2 separate regions of the Capsicum annuum genome follow, and region 2 is linked to region 1. The links are chromatin contacts, called in public Hi-C maps. All regions are on one chromosome and are shown on one strand. Each heading gives the region's core, a stretch centred on a gene start, on an enhancer-like site or on the middle of the called end of the contact. The rest is flanking DNA. Distances are from core to core; before and after follow the strand shown. Region 1 holds the start of LOC107879210 (COBRA-like protein 7). Region 2 holds the start of LOC107879219 (protein DEHYDRATION-INDUCED 19 homolog 4).

Evidence for each region. A called contact is a pair of places that touch in the nucleus more often than the background predicts.
Region 2: a Hi-C map of leaf shows a contact between it and region 1, with 5 times the contacts expected there. The contact joins the promoter of LOC107879219 here to the promoter of LOC107879210 in region 1. A contact is called at or near these places in 2 of 5 Hi-C or Micro-C datasets (bud and leaf).

The regions. Positions count from the first base shown.
Region 1 is chr1:127,563,649-127,571,382 of UCD10Xv1.1, forward strand. It overlaps LOC107879210 (COBRA-like protein 7), which reads left to right and starts at 3,488. Exons shown (of 2, transcript XM_016726295.2): 1 at 3,488-4,265; 2 at 5,399-7,090. The coding sequence starts at 3,719. The coding sequence ends at 6,819. It overlaps LOC107879200 (two-component response regulator ARR1), which reads right to left. Exons shown (of 6, transcript XM_016726290.2): 6 at 7,621-7,734.
Region 2 is chr1:127,858,709-127,866,442 of UCD10Xv1.1, forward strand. It overlaps LOC107879219 (protein DEHYDRATION-INDUCED 19 homolog 4), which reads left to right and starts at 3,882. Exons shown (of 5, transcript XM_016726305.2): 1 at 3,882-4,290; 2 at 5,000-5,142. The coding sequence starts at 4,230.

The DNA of each region.
Region 1 (7,734 bases), core at 2,238-4,737:
AATCATCAAAAGTTGAAAAAATCATCATGCTATAATTTGGGAGCTTTGACCCAATTAGGGTTCCAGCCTTGAAGAAAATAATGAGAAAATCCATGCAAAATGACTTCTCCAATAGCAAGAAGGGTGATACTTGGACATTGATCGCTTGCAAAAGAAAAAAATGTCAAAAGGATTCTAAACTCCAACTTTCAAAAGTTGACACAAGATCAAGTGCAAATTTGTTTCAACCAATGGGGGCAATAATACCAAACTGAAGTGCAACCATACTCCATTACAAAGTGCTGAAAGAAAAGTTACATTACAAGAATTCTTTCCCAAAATGCTCCTTGCTGCACGAGCTTAAACTGCAAGAAAATGCTCCTTACTGCACGAGCTTAAACTGCAAGTCAAAAAAGCTCCTTGCTGTACGAGCTTAAACTGCAAGTCAAAAATGCTCCTTGCTGCACGAGCTTAAACTGCAAGTAAAAAATGCTCCTCGATGCATGAGCCTAAACTGCAAGCCAAAATGCTCCTCGATGCACGAGCCTAAACTACAAGTTAAGACACTCCTCGACGCACAAGCCTAAACTGCAAGTCAAAACACTCCTTAAGGCACGAGTTTAAATTGCATGTCACTACTGGCCCGCATGAGTCTAAACTATGAACGACTCTAAAAAAATAGAATAAAAAGTATGAAGCTTGAATGCATATTTGAGTACTTTGAAGATGTCGTCTTAAAGCAAAAGGATTCTTCATTATCTCTCAAGCAATAAAGTCTTCTCAACAAGAAAAAGACTTGTGGTACTTTGAATATTTCTCTAGTATGGTAATGACGAAGTGATGCGGCCCAAAACTTGAAGTAGATGATGAAATTCATGAAGTATCCAAAATATGAGGAGAAATACAATATCACAAGATTTAGGCTGCAACTTTGGAAAAGTACCTAAGAAAATATAGAGATTATACGCTGATGGATTTCACGCTTTACTTAGATCTGTGAGTCTACTTTCCAATGCGAAAAATGGAACCTGATTTCGATACTTCCACATCAAGATATGGAATTTATCGTGACACTGCGCAAAGCTGAAATAACCAGCGAACCAAGATTAGAAGGCTGTTTTTGGAGCAATATCTAGGACGATTCAGATGCAACCTAATTGTGGTTTTCGTGTGAGACGTAGCTCTGCGAGTCTACTTTCTAATGCAAAAAATGAAACCTGATTCTGATACTTCCACAACAAAATATAGAATTTACCGTGACGCTGTGCAAAACTGAAATAACCAGTAAACCAAGATTAGAAGGCTGTTTTTGGAGCAATATTTGGGACGATTCGGATGCAACCTAATTGTGATTTCTGCGAGAGACGTAGCTCTGTGAGTCTAATTTTCAATGCAAAAAATGGAAGCTGATTGCAATACTTTCACGTCAAGATATGGAATTTATTGTGACGCTGCGCAAAGCTGAAATAACCAGCGAATTGAGATTAGAAGGCTGTTTTTGGAGCAATATCTGGGACAATTCGGATGCAATCTAATTGTGGTTTCCAAGTGAGACGTAGCTCTGTGAATCTACTTTCCAATGCAAAAAATAGAACCAGATTCTGATACACTCACGTCAAGATATGAAATTTATCGTGACATGCGCAAAGCTGATGAAAATAGTGAACCGAGATTAAAAGATCGGTTTTGGGACAGTATCTGGGATGATTTGGGTGCAATCTGATTGCAATTCTCGCGTAAGACGTAGCTCTACAAGTCTCATTTCTAAAGAAAAAAAAAACGGCTCCTGATTTTGATACTCCTACATCAAAATACAAAATTTATCGTGACGCTGCGCAAAACTGACAAGATAGGACATTGAATTCCATTTTTATGAATCAAACAACTCATATTTTTGTTCTCCCATTGGAGAATAAATATTTTTGTAGACATGTGCCTAGTACTTGCTCACCAAAGTCAGAAAAGGCTACTCCCTGTGTCAATATTATCAAGCTGGATGGCACCACGTATGTGCTCCTTGAAAAGAATGGGATGCTCTCACTCGAAGCCTCTTTATCGCCGAGCCCCACGGATGAGATGCACCACATGCTTGCTTTGCAACGATGGACTACAGACACTCAGAACTTCATCATCACAAGGTCACAAGAATGACGCCAAGTACATGCTCACTGAAGCTAAAATGGAAAACTTTCAGCGTCGTCAAGGCTAAAATCAGATAATTCCAAGTCACTTTCTTATCAAACAGTAAAGAAGTAGTGCACTAAATGGTTCAACATCAATCATGTCGACTATTTTGGTCTGACATCAAGATCATTTGCATAAACCTGCACAAAAAAAAAATAAAGATGTAACACATCTACAGTGTTGACCGGATGAAGCTTCTCGGTTCTATGCAGATTGATGTCAACTACGTGAAACTTCAATCTGGCGATAAGTGTCGGTACCAAACGCACGATGCTTCAATTTGGCATATCAACATTGGGAAAAACAAATACCTTTGAAATCATGAGAATGAAAACACATTCATGAGTACTTCAAGTCTTACCGGCAAGTTTCGACAAGCCTACACTCGACCAACCTTGAAGTAGGGGCATCTGTAGACACATAAAATTTATTGGATCAAATTCATATAAAATTTGAATTTGAGTCATATGTTATTGGGTTTAAACTTATTTTGGGCTAAAAAAAAATAATAAGCCTATTTTATTCTTCATCAAGGTCTATCTCACTTTGAAGCCCAAACTCATCAAGTGGCGTGACATTTCAATCAAATCCAAAACCAATGAGACGCCGCCATATGTATAAATGATATAGAAATCTCATTCAAATTCAACAACCAGTCAAAAGGTGCCAAGTGTCAAAGTGACATGTTTCGGCCAATCACAAGCAACTAAGGCCTACCCCCACAACTATAAATAGGGGGTAACATAACATTCTAAAAAAAAAAGAAAAAAAAAAGAAAGACATTCTGCAAGCATTGGAGGAAGCTTCTGCATTGACTACACAGCTGTTCAATGAATTGACTAACGGAGTTCTGCATTGACTACACAACTCTTCAACGAATTAACTAACGGAGTTCTGCCCGAAGATCAACTCGACAAAACGAAGTGCTGTCAGATAATTTTCGGAGATCCAAACACATTTCTAGGAGGCTCGAATCATTCTATATTCAAGAATCACGCTGCAAAGGCCCTCGAATCACGGAAAAACTTAGGAGAGAAGAATCAAGAATCGAGAGAATAACAAAATTGTACCCGCAAAATTCATTTATATAAAATTATTTTTTTTGTTTATTTTATTTTTATTTGCAGTTAATTTTCAGCGTTAACCAAAATTTGTTGCGAACAATATATATAATGGAAGACGTTATTTTTATCAACTCATCTCTTAATTTAAATTAATTTTTTAAAATAAATAAACTTGGTCAAAACTTGAAGAATTAGAGAAACGCAAATGAAGATTTGTTACAGTATAATATAGTCAAATGGCATCAAAGTGAAATTACATAAACCTGAGATGTAATAAAAATAAAAACCTTTTTTTTTTTTCAAAATTTCAAACCCTTTTTTTAGAAAAAGGGAACCTAATACAGCTTTAGCTAAGCTGTTTACACTCTTTCGTCTTCCTTTCTTGTTTCCCTATCCGCGTTTTCATTCTCCTTCGCACACAAACACGCACGACAATTACATTCAGACATATATATTAATAATCTTCGAAAATCCACAAGTATTCAAAGAACATGTCTCCCACCACATTTTTCTCTCTCTTTCTCCTCATCACCGCCGCCGCCGCCGTTCAAGTCGCCGGGCAAACATCTCCGGCGGCTGAGGCTCCGGCACCGGCATCCGATGACTGCAACGGTATATTCTTGCAGTATGTGTTCACTTCCGGATCCAAAATCAAACCGACTTTGAAATTGGACCCATCTCGTCAACCCTACAAGTTTCAGTCGATTCTCAGTATAATTAACAACGGACTTGAGGAACTGAAGTTATGGAGGGTGTTTGTTGGGTTTCAACATGACGAACTTTTGGTTTCTGCTTCTAATGCTGTTCTTGATGATGGAGCTTCTTTTCCTGCTTTAGTTGGTAATGGTACTGGCTTTGCTGGATTTCCGGCATCCGATCTTAAAACTGCTGTTGAAACTGCTGGAGATACTACACAGACGAGTGTTCAAATCAAAATTGTGGGTACCCAGTTTGGAGTTGGCTCTCCTAATGTCCCTATGCCCTCGAATATCTCTTTGGTTAATGATGGCTTTATTTGCCCCAAACCCTCTATGCAAGGTACGGATCTTGGATTTATTCCTTGGGGCACCTCTTAATATTAGCAAATACAATAACAATAAAATAAAGATTTCTGCTTTAATACTAAATTAGCAGGATTGGTAATGTGAATTCTCAGTTAATTTCATGAAGATATATTCGGATTGATTTGTAACTAAGTAAGTTGTATGCCACTTTGTTTCTCTGCTTTAGTGATCAAAGTTAGGCCAAAGTGTTTGGATATTTATGGAGTATTTCTTTTGTGCTACTTGTGTAGTGGAATGGCTTTAGTTTAGATCCATAAGCTGGTCGTTGTTGTTTCTTCGAATGGTGCTGGAGGTTAAATTAACATGCAAATTGGTTTATTGAGTGAGAGAAAGATGATAGCTTCCTTAAAATTTCTGAAATTTTTAGCCAAACAGGTAATCTATCTAACCTCATGGTTTTTTTGTCTCTCACAAAATCGTGGGGGTCCTGTACTATTTACTTTTAAATTACATTTATTGGAGAATGATAAGTACAGTTATTTGACAAATAACATTCTGAAGGATTGGAGTAACTTGTTAAGTTGTTGTTATGTGACCAAGAGGTCACGGGTTCAAGCCTTGGAAACAGACTCTTGCAGAAATGCAATATTAAGTTGTTGTCATGTGACCAAGAGGTCACGGGTTCAAGCCTTGGAAACAGACTCTTGCAGAAATGCAAGGTAAGGCTGCTTACAATACACCCTTGTGGTGGGGCCCCTTCTTCGAATCCTGTACCCTGCCCATAGCGGGAGCTTTAGTGCACCGGTCTGCCCTTTTTTTAAAACATTCTGAAGGATTTGGTTATGTCTACTTGGATGGAGCATTATGTCTGAATTTTGACAACTCTAAGGAAGTTTAAACTTTGTAAAGACTAGCTGTAACTTGATGCTGTCTTACCTAGAATTCCTCATGGATCTTTTGCAAAGTTTCTTGAATTGTTACCTGGAAAATTTGTTTCTCGTTAGCCATTGACATTTCAAGCTTCTCCCTGAATTCTGTATAAACCTAAGTGGTTTAGAACATGTATTATTTGGAAATTCTACCAGCCTAAGTAATTTCTTCTTCTTTTGCCTTTTTTTTTAGACTATACTTGTCACTTATCTGAATTGTCTATGCTTAACTGTTCAGGAAAGAGTGTTATGCAAGTTTGCTGCACTAAAGACCCAAAATTCAAGACAAATCCGACATTGGGTGAGAAATTTAGTCCACGCCAAGATGGGGATCTTACAATTATGTATGATATCCTAAGAACATATGATTCAAATTACTGGGCACAGGTTACAATTGCAAACCATAACCCCCTTGGCCGCCTTGATAACTGGAAACTAAGTTGGGACTGGATGAAGGATGAGTTTATTTGGGAAATGAAAGGCGCTTATCCCTCTGTTGTTGATACTTCTGAGTGCGTTTTTGGGCCACAGGGCAAATTTTATCAAAACCTTGACTTCTCCAATGGATTGAACTGTGAAAGAAGGCCAACGCTAATTGATCTGCCTCTGGAAAAGGCCAATGACACAAAGTTGGGAATGATACCTTCTTGTTGCCGGAATGGGACAATCTTGCCACCTGCTATGGACCCAAGCAAGTCTGTTTCAGCATTCCAGATGAACGTCTTTAAAATGCCTCCAGATCTCAATCGCTCCTCGTTCACTCCTCCACAGAATTGGAAGATTGAAGGTAGACTGAATCCGGATTATAAATGTGGACCTCCAGTCCGTGTAAGCCCCACCCAAGTTCCTGATCCTAGTGGATTGTTACCAGATACGGCAGTATTTGCTAGCTGGCAAGTTGTATGCAATATTACCCAACCAAAAGGGGCTAGCCCTAGATGTTGTGTATCTTTCTCTGCTTTCTACAATGAATCTATCATTCCTTGTCCAACATGCGCCTGTGGTTGCCCTTCTAATACCGCTCGTACATGTAGTTCGAAAGCTCCCGCTCTTCTCCTCCCATCCCAGGCTCTTCTGGTTCCATTTGACAATAGAACCAAGATGTCCCTTGCGTGGGCTGATATTAATCATCTTCCAGTATCAAACCCTTTGCCGTGTGGAGATAACTGTGGTGTGAGCATCAACTGGCATTTGTTCACAGATTATAGGGGCGGATGGTCTGCCAGGATCACCATCTTCAACTGGGAGGATTCTTCTTTTGCTGATTGGTTCACTGCTGTGGAATTGAACAAAGCAGCCCCTGGTTTTGATGCAGTGTATTCGTTCAACGGAACTATGTTAGATGGGGTTAATAATACTATATTCATGCAGGGTCTTCCTGGCTTGAACTATCTAGTAGCAGAAACTGATGGAGCTAATCCAGAGAAGGATCCCCGAGTACCTGGGAAACAACAATCGGTAATCTCATTCACAAAGAAGAATATCCCTGGTATCAACATTCCTGCTGGTGATGGGTTCCCAACTAAATTATATTTCAATGGAGAAGAGTGTTCTTTGCCAAAGGTACTCCCAACAAGCAGTTCATCCAGAATATCTTCATTCACTGTCTTCACTACTTCCATACCAGCAGTTGTGGTTTTTATGTTGGTGCGGCTATAGCAGTGATGAGATGCGGCGCTTTCTCTTCATTTCATACCCTGCCAATTGATTCATTCTTTAGATTCTGCAACCAGGTTTTAATGCTGGTGACCAATCTGTCAATCAGTTTGTCAGATTATGTCAATGTGTACACAGGGACAAGGTCTTTTTGGCAAATTTTGATTTGTAACTATTGCTTACTCTGGAATTCTTTTTCCAGACAATATTTGACTTTATACATTAATACCTGTATAATTAGCAGACCATACTACCTCAGGTTTGTTCATCATCATCCTCTTCTCTCTCTCTCTCTCTCTCTCTCTCTCTCTCTCTCACACACACACACACACACACGCCCGCGCGTGCGCGCCAACCGAGTCTATGCAACTCAGGCGAAACATGGCTTGTTTTACCTGATTATACCAGTAACATTGTTTGACAAAAAAATTAAGTGGAACATTTCACTTGTTTCAGTTACTAAAAGGAATTGCATTTACTCTTTTACTGTTGTGATGGTACCAGAACTCGAGATTCAGTTTGTAGACCTTATCAATGTGACAGAAAATGCAAAGACGAGAGGTATCTGAGATCATGACGTTGAAGACTCAACTGCAGTCTTCAGGGGTATAATTGCCTCGTCCGTGGTAAGTTGTAACTATATTATATTTGACTTAATAAAAGCACACCATACCCTTGCATTGAAAAAACTGAGCTTGATATCTCAAGTCATACATTGTTTACCAAATAGGGTAGATATCTTCAGGATTTTGCTCTCTACTGGTTTTTATATGGTCTCCATTGTAAGTAGGCCACAACAATAAGTGAAGGGAAAAAATGAAGATGGTCATACTTGTATAAAACCCAACTTCGATAAACCTATACAGAATAAGCCAATACACAACATACATCTCAGAGTTTGAGCTGCACACCTAAAAA
Region 2 (7,734 bases), core at 2,632-5,131, 300 kb after region 1:
GCCCAAGAGACAATAATTTATTCTTTAATTGCACTGATTATATTATTAACATATATGCAACTCTTTCCTCATGTTAGAAAATTGTTGAAATTGAAAACTTTTGCCCAAGGGGCAAAAGTTTATTCTTTAATTGTACTGATTACATTATTAACATATATGCAACTCTTGCCTCATAGGCAAGACTTTAGAAAATTATTAAAATTGAAAATTTTTGCCCAAGAGGAAACAATTTATTCTTTAATTGCACTGATTAGATTTTGAACATATATTATAAATGAGGAAAAAAGATGAACAATATGGGTTCCTAATGAACAAGATGTGGGATCTAATGTGTAAAATACTGATCAAGATGAAAACACCAATGAACAGACTCTTAATGAATAAGATGTGGGCTTTAATGTGTAAAATACTGATCAAGATGTAGGTGTTGCTTAGCATAGTGCTGATCCAGATGGAAACACTAATAAATAGTTTCTTAATGAACAAGATGTGGACGCTGCTGAGCAAAATGCTAATCAAGATGGAAATGCTAATGAACAGTGTCCTGATGATCACGATGTAGGTGTTGCTGAGCAAAATGCTTATCCAGATGGAGACACTGATGAACAGGTTTCTAATGAACAAGATATAGGTGCTACTGAGCAAAATGCTGATCAATATGGAGATGCTAATGAACAGGTTTCTGATGAACAAAATTTAGGAGCTGCTGAGCAAAATGCTAATCAACATGAAGACATTAATGAACAGAATCATGATCAATATGTAGGCACCCGAATGAACTGAATGAAGATGTAGATCAAATGGCTGATGGAATAGATAATATGAACCAACTAACGACGAAAATACAGACATTGATAACCTATTCATGCTGATCAAAATGCAGAAAGATATACACTTTCTGGATAGACTAATTAGACTTTATACTTACACAAAATGCTAATTCCATAATTGTGTGGTATTCTGTTTTAAGATTGCAGTATTGCCATTCTCTATATGCTGCTTAGTTTGTTTTTAATTTCTCAATACAGGTCATCTGTCAAGCATTTGAGTATAATCGACCAGTTAAAAGTTACTACTGGATTACTGATCTATTTCCTTATATTTTGCATAACACTTGACAGTAAATGCTACTGAACTTTAGTATTGGGAAATATGATGCTTTGCTATATGATGAAGTTAGATTAACAGATACGTTTGAAAATTGTGGCCTAATGGTTTTTGATTTTCACTCTCATCCTGAAGATATAGGGCGGTCTCCCATATTTTTTGTAGTGCAATTAAATAATAAACTGCTCATATATAGGGCAAGAGAAAGGATATTTGAGAAATAAGGAAAAAAAATGAACGAGAATGAATATCTAAGAAAAATTCTCGAAAAAAAAGAGAAATTAAAAAAACTCTAAATAAAGGTTAAAGACAACTAAATTAAAAAAAGAAAAAGATTGAAGAAATAGATAATGATTGTAAAAAAAAGATAAAAAAAATTAAGGTTGAGACAAATAGATTAAAATATGAAAATAAAATTAAATAAAAAAATAAAAATTGAAAATAATAAAAATCAGAATAATAAATTTAAAGAAAAAAATGAAAAAGTGAAAAAAGTAGAATTATAAAAGTAAAGGAAAAATTAAAAAGTGAAAATAATAAAAAATAAAATTTAAGAGATAAATAAGTATGGAAAGTTTTAAAATATATTTGAAGTATAAAGGGGCAAAATGGTACTTTTAGTATATTAAAAAGTAAGGAAGACTATTCTTCAAAGTTTCTTATTTGGGGTCAAATATCTAAAATCACCCATATTTTTGGTCTATGACATGCAATTTCCTGATTTATGGAGTTGTTCGTAAAGAGGACAATGGAGTGGCGTATGCATGGAATATGATGGAGCAAAATTGGGATAAAATTGGTTAAGTGGTTGATGGGCCTGATGATGGCATATCACGTCCTCTTCTTGATGGAATTCAATATGATCATGTGTTTGATGTTGATATTGGAGATAGTGAACCTGTTCGCAAGTTGCCCTATAATTGCTTAAGTATTTTAGTTTTCTGTTTTGAGTTATTGAGGGGGAATTTTTCTGTAGTATCTGGAATTTTGGGTCTTCCTCTCAACTTTTTATTGGCATGGCGTATTGAGCTTGTAATACTTGGGCGCAATTTTCTCTATGTTTTCTGGAGTAATATGTTTGTCTATCTTTGTGGAAATACATTGAGTTTATTGTTATTGTTATGTTTGTCTATCTTCTCCATCTTTAATGCAGCAAATTGATCTGAGAGATGCATTTTTGCTGCTCCATCACTTGGAATAACCTTGCATGTTCGACTTGTTTCAGTTTGCCGATTATTTTAGGGATTTTGCAGATGTTTTAGCTTGTTTCTTATGGGAAATCATATGGTATTAATGAGTCTTTTAATAGCTATCGAACTTTTATGTTGGTTTGTTAGGGTGGGGTTATTGTGATACCACTAGATTTTAGTGAGGTATCATCAATGCATTTGCAATGAGGACTGTGGATAGGTTTACATAATATGTTATCCAGTTGGGTAATGATTTTGCGATTGTCATTATTACCTTCTGACCATTATACTCATGCCAGTTACTTAATGATGATCCAACTGGCAGTTGTCATTATTGTCTTCTGATCATTATTGCAAAATATCATTATTGCCTTTTGATCGTTATTGCAAAATGTCATTATTGCTTTCTGATCATTATACTTTTTTTTCTGCCATCAATCTCTATCTAATTTCTTAGAAATTAGTGGCAGTAAGGTTGGATTCTCAGGTGGTGTGTAAGAGGGATAGTTTTAAGTACTTAGGGGCCATGATTTAGGGGAATGGTGAGATTAACGAGGATATCTCTCACCAGATCGGGGCGGGATGGATGAAGTGGAAGCTCGCCTCGGGGGTGTTATGCGATAAGAAGGTGACGCCCAAGCTTAAAGGTAAATTTTATAGGGTGGCAGTTTGTCCGACCATGTTGTATGGAGCAAAGTGTTGACCTATCAAAAACTCTCACATTCAAAAACTAAAGGTGGCGGAAATGTGAATGTTGTGCTGGATGTGTGGGCTTACTAGGGGGATAGGGTTCGAAATGAGTCTATTGGAGATAAGGTTGGTGTGGCTTCTGTGGAGGATAAGATGCGGGAGGTCCGTTTGAGATGGTTCAGACATGTGATGAGGAGGGGCACGGATGCTCCAGTTCGTAGGTGTGAGAGGCTTGCTTTGGATGGTTTCAGGCGGGACAGGAGTAGGCCGAAAAAATACTGGAGAGAGGTGATTAGGCGGGACATGGAGCAGTTACAGCTTACTGAGGACATGACCCTAGATAGGAAGATCTGGAGAACGCGTATTAGGATAGAAGGCTAGTGACTTTTTCGGTAGGTAGGATAGGGCTTTACTTGGCCGGTGCAATATTCTTGTTATGCTACATTACGATTGCTTACTATTCTTTGTTTACTACTCCTTATAGGTGGCGTATTTATGTCATGTCATATTGTTCCATGCTTTGTATACGTTTTTTATGACTTATCTTATCTTGAGCCGGGGGCCTATCGGAAACAACCTTACTACTTCTCCAGAGGTAGTGGTATGGACTGCGTACATCTTACCCTCCCTAGACCTCACTATGTGTGAATACACTGAGTTTGTTGTTGTTGTTGATTCATATGAGATAGTAATTTCCCTATTTTAATATAAATGATGGAATAAAATAATCGCAAAATTAGATAATACTTTATATCAAATATAAAATAAAATTAATCTCAAACTTTATCCTAAATTATTTAATTCCGTTGGCCAAACAAACCTTAAGGTATGTGTTATTTCGTAGACAACGCGGAGGTAATAAATAAGTCGGTCCAAAAGTGAAAGGTGCATAGTGCACATTCCAATCGTGCAATAAAGTTCCAACTTTTAAGCCTTGTTATGTAATAACCAAAGAAAAAAAGCGTGTATAAGCCTTGTCATTGCCTATTGCTCATGGTTCTTCCTCCTCCCTATTTCCAGGAAACTTCACAACCCCCTTCTTTCCCTATTATTTTTTCTTTCCACCTCTTCTTGGTCTAAATCTTGGTGAAATCATCTGAATCTGGCTCTCTCCTTTATATCATACCAAAAGAAAAAAACAACAACAACAAGGTTTCACTTTTGTGCCGAAGGGGTACAAGTATTTATTGAAATTTCTAAGGATTTAATCATAAAATCATCTGTAAGTCCAAGATATTTATAATGGATTCGGATTCTTGGACTCGTTTATTTACTTCTTCAAGGCGTTACCAATCTCGATCAGGTTAGTAGTTATCTTCGTTTTATGCAGGTGAAAAATTTGCAACCAAATGTTTTTGGCTTTATTTCCTGAGGTGGATGTGTTTTTTTTTTTTGGCAAGAAAATGAAGGAATATGCACTTGCATTTGCTTTGATTTGTTGTACATGGGTTTTCCTTGCACAGAATTGAACCAACTGCGAAAATTACATTTGTTTTTCCTGAGCTGGGGTTTTGTGGGAATGGGTTTCCTTACCTGAATTTGAAGAAATTTACATTTGCTTTTGTGGTTTTTTCTTATTCTCTGTAGCAGTAATGTAAACAGAAAATGTTGTTTATTGGTCTTCCTTCACAGAAACTAACCTTGTGTAAAGATTACAACTTTATTTTAGTTTACTGGAATTGAAAAAGTGGCATAGTTTATTTTATATTTGCATTTCTGGGTTTGGTCGGTCGTATTTGGGATTTTTAGAAATTGTTCTTTGAGGGTTTTCCTTGCCCAGAGCGACTCCAGATGTGCAGGTTTTAAATTTTTGTTTTATCAACTCTCATCTCTTTCTCTGAATTGTCGTTTGGGGAATGTGTATGTTTTCCAAGGGAAGATACATACACGGAGAAGAAAATTTTATGTTTGCATTTCTGGGTATCTTTTCACACTGTATCTAGTAACATGGTTGGAAATGTTAAGGCATAGCTTTTCTTGTTTTACGGAAGTGAATTTTCGGTGTGTTGCAGATATCTATAACTTAGGAGAGGAGTATAATTGCGAAGAGGAGTCTAGGCCAGAGTTTCTTTGTCCTTTCTGTGCGGAGGATTTTGATATTGTTGGACTATGTTGTCATATCGATGAAGAGCATGCTGTTGAAGCTAAGAATGGGGTACAGTATCTCTACTACTAGTACTTCTTTCCCACTTTGTTTGCATTGAGTTGGCAAATGTAGGTTGTGCTTAAGTTTTTAAAACCAGGGTGACCGTCATAAAAACTTTCTAATTTGTTGTGCCATCAGGAATTGGTTTCTTTTGTTTCCTCTCTTACTACTCTTCCTGTAAACCAATGGGTTTGTGAGAATAAACATTGGCAATCTAAATGGTGTTCATTTTATGAAATGATCCTGTACCTTTAAGGATTTACCTGTGTTTATGTCTGTAGAGGCTTCGACTTAAAAGTTCAAAGCAGTGATCACACTGGTTGTGTGAAGCTTTGACCTTAATATTTCAAAGTAGTGATGTGAAATAGTTTTCTGTTCCCCTTATCTAGGTGTTAAAAAAATAGTTTGTTGGTTTACCTCTCCTGAAAATTATGGAGATACATAATATCATCACTAAAATATCAGAAGCATTATGTGCAAGTAACACTGGTGCTACATTGCACAGTGGTTTCTGCTGATTACCGGTCACTTGTTTAACTTTAAAGATAAACTTCTATAACATCTGGATCAACCATGAAGCTGATTGATGAGAATCTTTCTTTTCAAACTTGTGGACGTACCACTTAAATTGATCAAGCTGCTAGTTACTGGAAAATGCTCCCAGCAACCAAAAAAAAAAAAGAGAGTCTGTCGCGGTCTTTATTTGAAATATGAGCTGCTTATTTCTTTTTATTCTTCTAGTAATGTGATGGTTCACACAATACAAGTAGAACGAGAAAAGGGTCTGTTCAATTGTTAGACATCGCTACCTTCTCTGGAAGAAAAAAAGAAGGGAAATAAATGATAATTCTTTGACCCCTTTCTAAGAATTCTAAGTGTATTTTGTGCACCAGTGGTTCAGGGCTCAAAAAGTTATTTGTTTGGATAGCGACTTATGATTAAGCCTTTCATGATACAACAACAACAAAAAACCCAGTGTATTCTCACATAGTGGGGTCTGGGGAGGGTAAGATGTACGCAGTCCGTACCACTACCTTTGAAGAAGTAGAAAGGCTGTTTCCGATAGATCCCTAGCTCAAGACAAGGAATAATAATCAAATCCATAATAAAGCATGGAACAAGATGACATAACATAAATACGACACCCACAAGTAATAGTAACCGAAGAAAAGTAAACAAATCATAATATAGCATGAAACAAGGTGTCTTAGCAAGAATAATACACCCACCAAGTAATACCCTATACTAGCGACCCGAACTGACACTAGTCTTCTATCCTAATTCGTGTCCTCCAGATCTTCCTATCTAGGATCATGTCCTCAGTAAGTTGTAACTGCTCCATGTCTCGCCTAATTACCTTTTTCCAATACTTCTTCGGCCTACCCTTACCCCGCCTAAAACCATCCAAAGCTAGCCTCTCATACCTACGAACCGGGGCATCCGTCCCCTCCTCATCACGTGTCCGAACCACCTCAGTCGGACTTCCCGCATCTTGTCCTCCACCGAAGTCACTCCAACCTTCTCCCGGATAGTCTCATTCCGAACTCTATCGCCCCTAGTTAGCCCACACATCCAACGCAACATCCGCATTTCCGCCACCTTCATTTTTTGAATGTGGAAGTTCTGGCCAACACTTCGCTCCATACAACATGGCCAGACGGACTGCCACCCTGTAGAATTTGCTTAAGAATTTGTCTTTAAGCTTGGGCGGCACCTTCTTGTCACACAACACCCTCGATGCAAGCTTCCACTTCATCCATCCCGCCCCAATACAGTGTGAGACATCCTCGTCAATCTCACCGTTCCCCTGAATCATGAACCCGAGAAGCCTTTCATGATAATATGCTGAATTAGCGGGTCTTGTAGAATTTGAAGGGATGCTACCTAAATGTTTAGTAGCTTTTGAAGCTCCGCTAAATATATAACCAATTCTTCATAAGTTCTTGCTAAGTGGCAAAGTAACTATTCTTTTTCCCAAATCTCTTTTTTGGGGGAAAATTTAAGCCAAAAGTTGAGTGTGATTTAAGCGACTTTTTTTTTAAAATGTCACCCAATTCGGACAATAGCTCAGTTTTTCAGGGGTTGTTTCTGAAAATATTTTAGTTACACAGAATAGTTTCAGAATTTATTTTTTTTTCAAAAAACAAAATCTATTTCATATATTTTCTAACTATCGTTTAGTTACATTGTTGTTACTTTCTGTATTGACCAAAATGTGACCTTCTCTTTCCTTTTTCTTGAGAAAGGTAACATATATTACAACAAAGGAATACACCCAAGGTATTCCAGTATTAATTACAATCAGAAACCACAGTGGTATTAGCAGCCTCCTATGATCTCATAAATAATCTTAAATGCTAGGAATATCGTCTTCTTCTCAAGGATACTCATGTTTATACCAAAAGTGGAAAAGAACCGGACAGTTCATCTTCAGTTTCTATAGGGAGCAGCTATTTTCTTCAAAACATCTCTGGTTCCTCGCCATCATGTGACCTTTTCTAGTCGAGGACTCGGCATCATTAACCTACGATATGATATTAAGCTTATATCTCGAAATCTAGATTTTGATTACACGAGCTAGAATCAGATAAGAGACTAAAG